Linked DNA regions of Sus scrofa: region 2 is linked to region 1. Evidence: chromatin contacts called from public HiChIP or PLAC-seq data. All regions are on one chromosome and are shown on one strand. Each heading gives the region's core, a stretch centred on a gene start, on an enhancer-like site or on the middle of the called end of the contact. The rest is flanking DNA. Distances are from core to core; before and after follow the strand shown. Region 1 overlaps PDE4D (cAMP-specific 3',5'-cyclic phosphodiesterase 4D). Region 2 overlaps PDE4D (cAMP-specific 3',5'-cyclic phosphodiesterase 4D).

Region 1 (5,497 bases), core at 2,229-4,728:
CCAAAGTAGAATATATTTTGGAAATCCTAAATGCTTTCATTTAAAGGGAAACTTTATAGCAGTTCTATAAATGGAAAGTCAATACATCTTCCCATAAAAAAGTGGGAGATATCTGAAAATAAATACAACATAAATACAACAATCTTAGTAATTTCTATACAGAGAATACTACTTTCCAAAGGATCTGGGCTAGAAGCCAGTTTTGCCTTTGTTTAAGAGACATTACGCAGATATTAAGAAGTGTTAAAGTCTTAGTAACATTAGGTTAAACTTAAAAGTTTAACGTAAGTTGGAGACAGTCACACTAAGTTGGACTTTCTCCTCTCCTTCCTTCCTCCCTAGCTTTTTTCCAATCTTCCTCCTTTTCCATCCCCACATTCCTCCCTCTTTCCCTACTTCTCTCTTTCTCCTTCCTCCCTCCCTCCCTTCCTTCTTTCCTTCCTTCCTTTTCTTCCTCTCTCCCTTCTTCCTACAGACAATTATTGAGTATCTGTTATGTGCTATGTACCCTTCTAGGTACATAAGAGGTGCCTGGGGGGTGCAACTGTAAAGAAGCAAACAAAAGCCCTTGCCCTCATAGGATTACATTCTTGTTAGAGGAAGATGGTCAATAAACAGGGAAACAAAAGGCACAGGAGGTCACAGGCATTATGAAGAAAAATAGAGCAGAGGCTTTCAGGATGGCAAGAATTGTATAGCAGGGAAGCATTCACTGGAAAGGTGACAAATGAGCAGTGATCTGAAGCCCAGGATAGGACCAGCCATGCAGATACTGAGAGGAAGAGGTTCCCTGGCAGGGGGCACAGTAAGTGCAAAGGCCATGAGGCAAACAAGGAGCAAGGAAAATCCTCACATTTCAACTACTAATCCACAGAATAATGTTCGAGGAGCAGCAGTGAAGACAGAGTGGTGGGAGTGAGTGGGTGAGGGGAAGGTGGCTTGAGAAGAGGTCAGATCTCTAGGAGGTAGATGGCAGAGATCAGATCACACTGACCTTTAAAAGACAGGGCAAGAACTTGAGACTTTGACTCTAAAGGATATGGGAAGCCATTGGATGGCTTTGAGCAGAAAGTGATACAAAGTAACCTATTTACTGTTTTTTATAATACTACATGAGGATGAGACTGAAGGAGGGAGAGAACAAGTAAGGAAATTGAGTAAGAGGGTAATGCAATAGTCTAAGTAAGATCAAATATTTAGTCCTGCGGGAAAGCACTGGAAGTAATCAAGACAATTGGATTGGGGACAAAGGGAACCCACTCTTCTCCTCCTCCCATAGAGAACCGCTATTTCAGCACTGACATCTTTATAGGTCTGTTCTCATCCCACAGCTGTTGCCAGTGACCATCGAGCATGCCTTTTGCACATGTAATCCTTAGCTGCTGACTGAAGTACCTCCCTGTGATTTAAGACAAAGGTGCTTAAAAGCTTTGTAGACCTGAATCCCAAATGATAATCAAAGGCACTGAGGCAAGAAGGGCCCCAGGAGGGATTTAGGGCATGAGTACTGGAGAGAAGTGGCTCGTAGGCACCGCAAGGCTCGTATGAGAATGCGTTTTGCAAGAGAGAAGGACAACTAAAAGGAGAACAAGAGAAAAGGAGATTTAAGATGACAGGAAAGAGACACGTTTCATGGAACCTTTCCTTCAAAAAAGGTATAAAAGGGCTCAGGACTGACTTCACAGTTTGTTTGTTTGTTTTTTTTTTAAACCAGTAAAAGCTTTTTAAATCCTCACATTTCAACTACTAATTCACAGAATAATGTTACTATTTTCAGTTTTTTGCTGCTTTTAAAAGAAAAAAAAAAGAACTGTTCATATGTATTTCTATGAGAAACTCTTCAGTTTCAAAGATGTCATGGAGTTGGTCCTTTAGATATGCAAAGAACTCTTCTACTACTGAGGTTTAAAGATATGCTTACATCCTGAGAGCTCTCCACCATTAACTAGGTGTATTTCAAGAGATCCAAAGAATTAGGGGATCATTCCTAAAAAAAAAACTCGACTGCAAAATAAAACTAATGGGAAAAAAAAGGCAGGATAGGAACAGCAATAGTGAATGATGTGCAGTGACCTTGGAGAGAGAGGACCTGAGGCCTGAGAACCAGGACCAGAGAAAAGATGGCTAGAAGGAGCAGGTGTCCTGACTTTACATAAATACATTCCTGACATGGTATCTGAGAGATGTGGCCCATCTTGCAGAGAACAATCAAGTTACAATAAAATAGAAAGAGAAGCACGACTGTCTGTCTAATCTCTTGCCGTATAATGGGGAATCTGAACCTGGCATGGAGGGGAGACAAGGCCAAGAATTATTTCACAGGTAAAAGACAGAATGGTTTTTGTTTCCTAATCCAGGTCATCCCCACCCTTTGCCTTCACTACAGACATGACTTCTTAACCAGCCTTGCACATCATCACATGCCCTTCTGTGCTCCATCCTTCACCAGCCAACCACAGTGGGTTCTAAACTCTCCCGGAGGGGAGTTCTCTGGTGGTCTAGTGATTAAGACTGAGTTTTTACCACTCTAGCCCAGATTGAATCCCTGGTCTGGGAACTCAGATCCCACATCAAGCTGCTGCACACCACAGCCAGAAAGAAGAAGAAGAAAAAAAAAGGCAACTGTCCTTGAGTTAATAGCAAATCTTGTACTATCTGACTCTATCTCATTTCTCCACTTTTTCCCACCCCTGAACCCCACATGCCACAACTTCCAGGTAAATTCTAGAAAAGTTACCTGTCCTAACACCATCCCCCACCTCTTCCCCACCCACCTCTACTATTACATTTATATCTCCTCTTATTGATCCTAAGGCACCCCTCCTACCTCTCCGCTATAATATTTGATGCACTTATAATTCTATCCCTTCTTCTCCAGAAGGGAGAAAAGGACACGGTCTATAGTAAGCACTTATATATTTGTCAACCACTAAAGTCTGAATGTTGACTACTGACGAATATGAAGATATGAAGATGGTAAGTGATTGTTTATTGAGAATGTAAAAGGTTTTTATATTAATTGATATTTCAGATAAGGTGCAGCTGTCACTCCAACACACTAAAAAGAATGCTGAACAAAGAGAAAAAAGTTTTCGCTGAGACTGAAACTCAGGATGGGATTATAGAACAGTGTATAGTCTCCCACATTTATAAATTTAATAAACAAGTTTTTATAAAAAGAAACAAGTTAACCAAAATAAAGCTCATGTAACATGTATCTGAGAATCAATCCAGCCCTGTAGGGGGAAAAAATGAAATTTACTTGGCATATGCTTGAGTGGCTAGCATTTAAATATTTGTTTTTGAACTAAGAATAACCATATAGAAATGTGGGAGAAATTAAATTTTAAAAGGCTGTTTATTTGGAGTATGGTTTGAAGCAAATACTATGAATCAAGGTCAATACTCATATGTGTGCTCATGGAACTGGAGTGCACTTTATTTTCCTATAAACCCAAGGCTTAGATACAGTTGCTAGCCACACACAAACAGCTTTACTACACTGTTTTACACAAAGGGCAATCAAGGAGCAAGACGGTGATTCCCCAGTCCTGAGTTACTTCCGGGTATGTGTCCGATTTTTAATCTGCACATTAACTAATTTAAGCCAGAGTAACACTTAATGCACCAAAGCTATACTTTGAGAAGACCATTTTGTTTCCAAAAAGGCTAGAGGAATTGCCAACAATTTTTAACATGTGCTCTTAGTAAAGTGTAAATTGCAGGCAAGGAATCTTGTGATAGAGGCAAGTTGCTTACGTAGTTTGCCATGAACAGTCTAGAGGCTGTGATTCTGAAAAGCCTGCCATTTTCAGAGCACTGCACACAGAAAAAATTCCTCAATTTACAGAGGGGCTGTATTGCTGCGGGTCTATATGTCAGTTAACCCGAGAAAGAATTATCCTTAAAAGGGACAGAAAAGGTCAGGAGCAGAACAACACTGACTTTCCAACATTCGCAAGGCACGTGGTTTAGAAATTTGGGAACAGAACATCTTCTATCAGCATTAATATGAATATTTATGAAGCTCCGTCAGTAGGCTTAACACCGATCCTGCCCAATTAGCTTGTAATTTAATTAGTCCTACATGAAAATTCTCTAAATTGGGGTAGTTGGCTTTTGAAACTGGTGCCAACCAATACCACAGGCAGAGGCTCTCTCTGTCTCACTTCTTTTTCCTTTTCTCTTATCTATACATTTCACACACACACATCCCCCTCATTTCTTCTCACAGAGAAGATATAAATCAAAGTGTACCTGCAAAAGCACAAAACTTGTGGTCTACGTAAAACTCTAATAAAACCCATACTACAGTGCGTACCTGATGATTATAGACATATTTTGTGAATGTTTATAGATAGTCTAACATGTATTTAGGTAGTTAGCAAATATCGGTTTTGAACCATGAAAATATTCCTAGGATAAGTATAAAAAATGAACTCCAAATAGAGTTTTCTGCCTGTTTCCATTTGAATTTCACACACCGGGGTTTCTGATACCATTTCTGGTACCATTTCTGCTCCCTATCTGTCCTGGAGTTAATTCGTTGCTTGAGGTTTCTTACAGAATTAGATGGTATGCCTTATTCTGCACCACTTTCTCTCTTAGAAGACCTCAGTCATTTTATGATCATAGAGGATCGTCCACATTAGTGAATAAGACAGAAGAATGGGAAAAGGACTGTCCCTAAGAAAACTGCTTACTAACTTTGATAAGCTGCTTAGTAAAACTGAAAAACAAGCAAAACACTTCCCTTCATCAAAAACAAACCTTGCAATTATAAACACTTTCATTTTTAAGCATTATGAAAAATAGACAGAGAGAAAAATGTTCCCCCTCCCCATTGCTTCCTGTGCCATGCGTCGCCCAGTGAAGCCGGCTGTGTTTCCTGAGGCCACTGCGTGCTCATCTCCAGATAAACGAGCTCCAGTAACGTCACAGGACAAACAGTCCCACGGAAACCGACTACACAGCTTTGAAAAAGGATGTACTGCAGCCAGATACACAAACCACAATGGGGCAATGAGGAGAAATTACCACCACTGTCAATATCACAGCGAATTTCTCTGAAGCCTGCACATCGCTCTCTGGTTCTTGGCATCGATGACAGGGAAGGGACCAGGCAGGGGAGGCAGAGACTGATATACACCGGTCACCATTGACCATTCTCTTGGAGGTTTGAGGGAAGAAAATTAAAACTGAGAATTTACTTTTTTCTTAATTTATACTATGTAATAACTTATATGGGACAAGAATCTGAAAAGGAATGTATATATGTATATATATAACTGATTTACTTTGCTGTATGCCTGAAATTAACACAACTTTGTAAGTCAACTATATTCCAATAAAATTTTAAAAAATAGAAAAAAAAAAAAAGAAGTGCTATGTTCTGTAAGACACTTTTTCTCTCCGCTTTCATTTTAGGTAAAGCTAGGGAAAGCAAAGAACTTATATGTTGTTATTTATCACATTGCTCCTGCAGGAAATTAGCTTA
Region 2 (5,497 bases), core at 1,706-4,205, 140 kb after region 1:
ATATGGCTCAAAGTCATATAAATGAAATAAAAGCTGCTAAACAGAGCTCGAAGCAACTTATCACAAATTCTGAGTTTTGTAACTAAATTCGCCATGAGAAGAGTCGTTTTAAAAGATTCTGTCATTATTCCATCAAGCTCTAATTCACCATCCTGAGATCATAATGCATAGAGTAACCCCTGCTGGCCAGTCTGCTCTATGGGTAGTACTAAAAAGACAAAGGCGAAAGGGTGATTTCACTTGAGCATTTGTAACTACCACAGAAGTAGTTTTCCCACATTGTCATTTAACAGCAACATCATTACCTTTTTGGGTCATCTTGCTCCTGCAGTGGCCCTCCTGAAGATCCTAACATGTTTTATGAAGTCTGAGTAAACATATTAGAATTTTTTAATTTTTGGCAATATAAAAATAAGTTGTTTTTTAACATGAAATTTGCTCAAATTCAAGCACTTTAGCTGGGTATTACTTTCTAAAGATGTAGAATTATCAAATTGTGCCTGAAAACTTTACTACCTGCTCCAAGTTAAAGAGTCAGAGAGGTCAAAGAGTGAATACAATAGAGGGCATGTCATTAGGAGGCTAATTTATATGACAGAATGAATGACAGGTAAAATGAGCAAGGCATATCCAGCCCACATTTTGTCTGCTTCCAAAGTGACTTGTATGACTCTGGATTTTTGCATAAACTACATGCAGATGTCCCTCTTTATTGCATGTTCATGTGACCAAAAATTGGATTGTAATCTCTGAGATAAAATTAGGTAAATAAACTTGTACGTAAGGAATTTACCACACAGGCCTATTAATCTTCCATCATAAGTTATCCAGGAATGAAGTAGAAACTGCACAGAGTCTGGAATAAATCACACATATGGCAATGGCCCCACTTCTTCCTGAGCCCACTGCATTTCTCTTGCCCTCTTTATAGGTCTGTAAAAATCAGGTTCAGATGAATCAAGAATGGTTCTTTTTAGATGGGAAGAAAAGATACGAAAGAATATTGCAACGTAGGAGGTGGCTGTGGCTTTGGGGTAGGCATTTACCCACTATATTATACTGTACTGGGTTGCATTATTTCTTGTAACAATTCACTGCTTTGTCTAGATTTGCCAAGTGAATTTCTAGACCTTCTTGTAGAGGGAATATATTGCTTCACCTCATTGTGTACCTGATCATAAACTTGCTTGGGTCAATGGAAAATGAATGGAAGTGAGAGTCGTTTCAGAGCAAGAACTCTAACAAGCATCTTAAGTTTCCTCTTGCACTTCTCCCTCTACTGTAAGAGCAGCACACGTCATGTAGGGATTGTTCCTTTCAGCCCAAATTCTAGAACAAGAAGGCATGCAGAGCAGAGCTGCAGATGAGCAGCACCTATGTGTAATTTAAGCAAGAAATGCAAGTTTGGAATTTTAAGACACTGAGATTGGGGCTGCTTGTCACTACAGAAAAGCTGACTGCAGTGCAATTATTTATCTGTTAAGAAAGACAAAGAAAATAGCATAAGGGGCCTGTTTCTCCCCACTAAATCTATTTTTTTTTAAGTATTAGGTGGAAAGTCCATTGGGGCTGGCTTGGTGGCCTGGAGACTAGCAGCAGCATCAGTTCAGTGATCATAGGTCCAACCACCTGTGCCCTGTGGAAGGTTTCATTGAGGCCTCCCTCCACTTTCTTCTAATGGATCTACTAGCCCAAACTATGGGATCAGCAGGAAAATAAGAAAATACTTTAGATGGAGAGGAACTCTTTTACATGATCTCAGGGGAAAGCCTGAGCAATCTAGATTTCTCTTTGTAAATCTAATTTGTCAATGACCAAGGTCTAGGAGAAAGAAAAGGTACACTGCAACATCTGGGCCTCATTCTTGCCAACAATGGAGCAGATGGAGTGATTATCTGTAGCTTTACTTGCACTGACCCTGAATATCTGTTGTTTGTCACAACAGTTTGAACACTTTAATTTCAGTTTCCCATGCATATGATCACATTACTCATAGAGTTTACTCTGAAAAAGGGTAAAAATGACAAATTAGGAGAACTAAACACTACTGTTGCACTGTTAGTTTGCTATTCCTAAAACACTTTTATAAACTCAAAAGAAAGAAAGGCACTATTTAAGGAAACCACATGTACCCTCTCAATTGCATCTAAGAACCCAGGCAAGTCACCCTCAATGAAAGGAACTTGAACAATTAGACACTCATTGTTTTATATTTTAATTTTATAATATTTCATAGGTCAAACAGTGGAAAGCAGGCAGAGAAGAGTGAGAGAAATCCCTAGCTTCCAGAAAGATAACTTTTACTTCTGCTCTTTATTATTCAATTGTCTCCCTTTCAAAACAATTTACATACTGCAGACATTTCTCATTCTACCCCTTCTTTTATGAATAAGGTAATGTATGTACAAACAGACATCTAGGATTCTTCACCAAAGATTAAATATAAAGTGGGAAAATGTTAACCCTGGTCTAATATGCTCTAGGCTTAAAATATTTATTTCTTTAATAAATGAGTCAATGATTCCTATAAAACTTTGCTTTTTGTTTCTCTAACACTTCTAGAAAAAAAAGTTATATATTTTTTAAACAATTACATGGAGTATGAGATTTAGAAATTACCCATTTGCTTATTTAGAAATTCAATTTTAAATCTCTTTGCCATATGAAAGAAATATTGAACAATCATTTAATTTCATCTGCCTGATGTTTCCTTGGTTATATTTTGATATTTCTATCTATTTATATTTTTCTGAGCAAATGACCTATTCTATCATATGTTCAATCTCCCACAATACCTCATATAATTTCCTAAATAATGGCTTCTATGACACAGGAGGATCTATTTATAAATTAATTGCATTTTCAGTGTCATTTCTGGCAACATATTCCTGGGCAACTGCTATGGAGATGGAAAGTATCAAAATATACAGCAGAAATTTGAACCACACCAAGGCAGAAAGGCCTGACAAAGGTTAGCAGGATAACATAACATTCAGCTCTGCTCTTTTTCTTAAGCTTATCTCATCTCAATACATACATAGGAAATATCTCCTATTTTCACCAAAGGAAGTACGTCAGATAGACAAAAACAAATATCATATATCACTTAAATGAGGAATCTAAAAAATGATATACATGAACTTATTTACAAAATAGAAATTGATTCGAAGACATAGAAAACAAACTATGGTTACCAAAGGGTAAGGAGGGGAGGGAAAATTTAGGAATTTGGGATTAACAGATACACAGTACTATAGATAAAACAGATAACCATCAAGAACCTGCTCTATAGCACAGAGAACTACATTCAATATCTTATAATAACCTATAGTGGAAGAGGATCTGAAAAAGATACATAAATACATGTAGCTAAATCTCCTGGCTGTATATCTGAAACACTGTAAATCAACTATATTTCAAAACAAACAAACAAAAAGATGTAGAATTTTGTTTTAAAATTGGAGCCAAAGTAACAAATGTTCAGCTGTTTTTATAAGCATTTTCTTAAAAAGGGGGGGGGGCATTTCTTTCATTCCAATGTACTTTAGAAACTCATTATGTTGACAAGAAATTTGTAGAGCTGATGAAAATTCTGATGCTAATACATTTTATTCTGTTTCTCTCACTCCCTAATTTCCCAAGGACTGACATGTATAAAGGCTACAGGACCCCACATATGCATTTTATTCTTCAATACCCTCCAAAAATTTAATAATCTTTGTTTATTGACATTTTTGTGGTGAGAATCATGTAGATATTTCATGCCACATAGTCTTGCTGTAATGTCCTAGTCGAAACAACCCAGCTAAGTCTGTGCCTGTTCAAAGAAGCAATGTATTAACACATTTATTTGGACAAGTTCAAATTATTTAATATTTTATCAAGTATAAATTGTTTAATAAGAGATTTTAGAGGTATTATTTTATTATTATTTTATTATTTATTTATTTATTTTGTCTTTTTTAGGGCCACACCTGCAATATATGGAGGTACACCACAGCCACAGCAATGCAGGATCTGAGCCACTTCTGTGACCTATGCCACAGCTCACAGCAATGCCAGATCCTTAACCCGCTGAGCTAGGCCAGGGATCAAACCCACATCCTCATGGATGCCAGTCAGATTTGTTTCTGCTGAGCCACAACAGGAACTCCACAGAGGTATTATTTTAGTTTAGATTTGAGAAGCAGTCAACAGTTGGTTCACGAACAGCCTTGTCTTCTGAGTTAAGAATTTAGATTTTTATCTACCAATCAGTGAGGTCTATTGAAGGACTTTAAGTATGAGGTTTGGTTTCAGAAAGATTCTCTATCAGACATAGAGCCAGAGTCTCCAAAGTGGGGTATGCACATGCTAGAGCACCGTCAAGCCATCCATACATAGGGTATAAGAAGAAATATAAAAGTGTGTGTGTGTCCATGCGCATGTTTAAATCTTAAATAATTCGGTATGTGTGGTTTTAACTTTACATATCAGTGTGTGTGTGTATATATATAAAACATATAAATTCACGGCTACCTAAATAAACATATTAGGAGTTCATAGTCAATCTTTTTTTTTCCTTTGCTTATGATATATAAGGTCAAAAAGTTTAGAAAATATTAACAAATGAATCAGAAGCATAAAATCAGAGAGGTCCATAGGAAAATAGTGCAAAAAGCAAACAAACAAACAAAAAAAACAAAAAACTGATGGCCTGAATTAAGACACAAGAATAGGGGAGAAAAGAGAGATACCTGCCTATTCTTGCGATAAGGAAATAGCAATGATTGACTAAATGTGAAAAGAGAGAGGGATGAGGAAAATGAGTCTAGGGCATTGGTTATATGGTTTGATGGAGCTCAGACTCAAGGAGAAACTTATCAAATGGATGCCACAGACCTGGGAATTAAAAACAAAGATCTTTTGATAAAAAGTTTGAGTGAAAATGTAGCAGAGAGGGATAAGGTGGAAGAAGACCTGTGAATAGTGAACCTTGAGACTCATCCCTGTCCTAACTCAACCATAATGGTTCAGTTTTATCTGTTTTCTATTTTGGAGTTTGATACATTGGGTTCAGTACCCAGTTCTGAGAAATCAATATTTAAGGGCAGGAAAAAACATACAAAATATAAACAGTATATAAAAAATAAAGATTTATACTTTGTTTGAAAATTGAAACCAAAGTAACCAAGGTTTGCCTAGTTTTGAAAGCATTTCTTTCATTTGGATGCATCTTAGGAACAGTCATAATGTTGACAAGGAATTTGTAGAGTCAATGAAAGTTCTGATGTCAATAACAACATTTTATTCTTGATGAAAGCTAACCTATTTACACACAAGAGAAACTAATTTTTTAAATGGCAAAGAAAGTTCTATACATTAGACTAAGATGAGCATATTTCCCTCATTATCTTTAGATACTGCCAATTTCCTAAGGATAGAATTTTTTGGAATGCCATCCTATCTCCAAAAAGTATATTGCTAAAACATGTCTGTGGAGTCTATAGCTAATCAC

Evidence for each region. HiChIP or PLAC-seq counts read pairs in DNA pulled down with a chosen protein or histone mark.
Region 2: a contact with region 1 is called in an H3K27ac HiChIP or PLAC-seq map of skeletal muscle. The contact joins two enhancer-like sites. A contact is called at or near these places in 4 of 47 Hi-C or Micro-C datasets (fetal liver, fetal skeletal muscle, mesenchymal stem cells and 1 more) and 1 of 2 datasets of contacts at active chromatin or transcription factors (skeletal muscle).

Annotation. Positions count from the first base shown.
Region 1 is chr16:38,397,138-38,402,634 of Sscrofa11.1, forward strand. The region is part of intron 5 of PDE4D (cAMP-specific 3',5'-cyclic phosphodiesterase 4D); the gene reads right to left. Among named protein-coding and RNA genes, the nearest start is that of MIR582, 180 kb to the right of the region's middle. Within about 2 kb of position 3,479, at least 5 of the 83 cell types and tissues checked have an H3K27ac peak or open chromatin away from gene starts, as enhancers often do. A contact at or near this core is called in skeletal muscle, where this site is marked.
Region 2 is chr16:38,537,911-38,543,407 of Sscrofa11.1, forward strand. The region is part of intron 5 of PDE4D (cAMP-specific 3',5'-cyclic phosphodiesterase 4D); the gene reads right to left. Among named protein-coding and RNA genes, the nearest start is that of MIR582, 40 kb to the right of the region's middle. Within about 2 kb of position 2,956, at least 2 of the 83 cell types and tissues checked have an H3K27ac peak or open chromatin away from gene starts, as enhancers often do. A contact at or near this core is called in skeletal muscle, where this site is marked.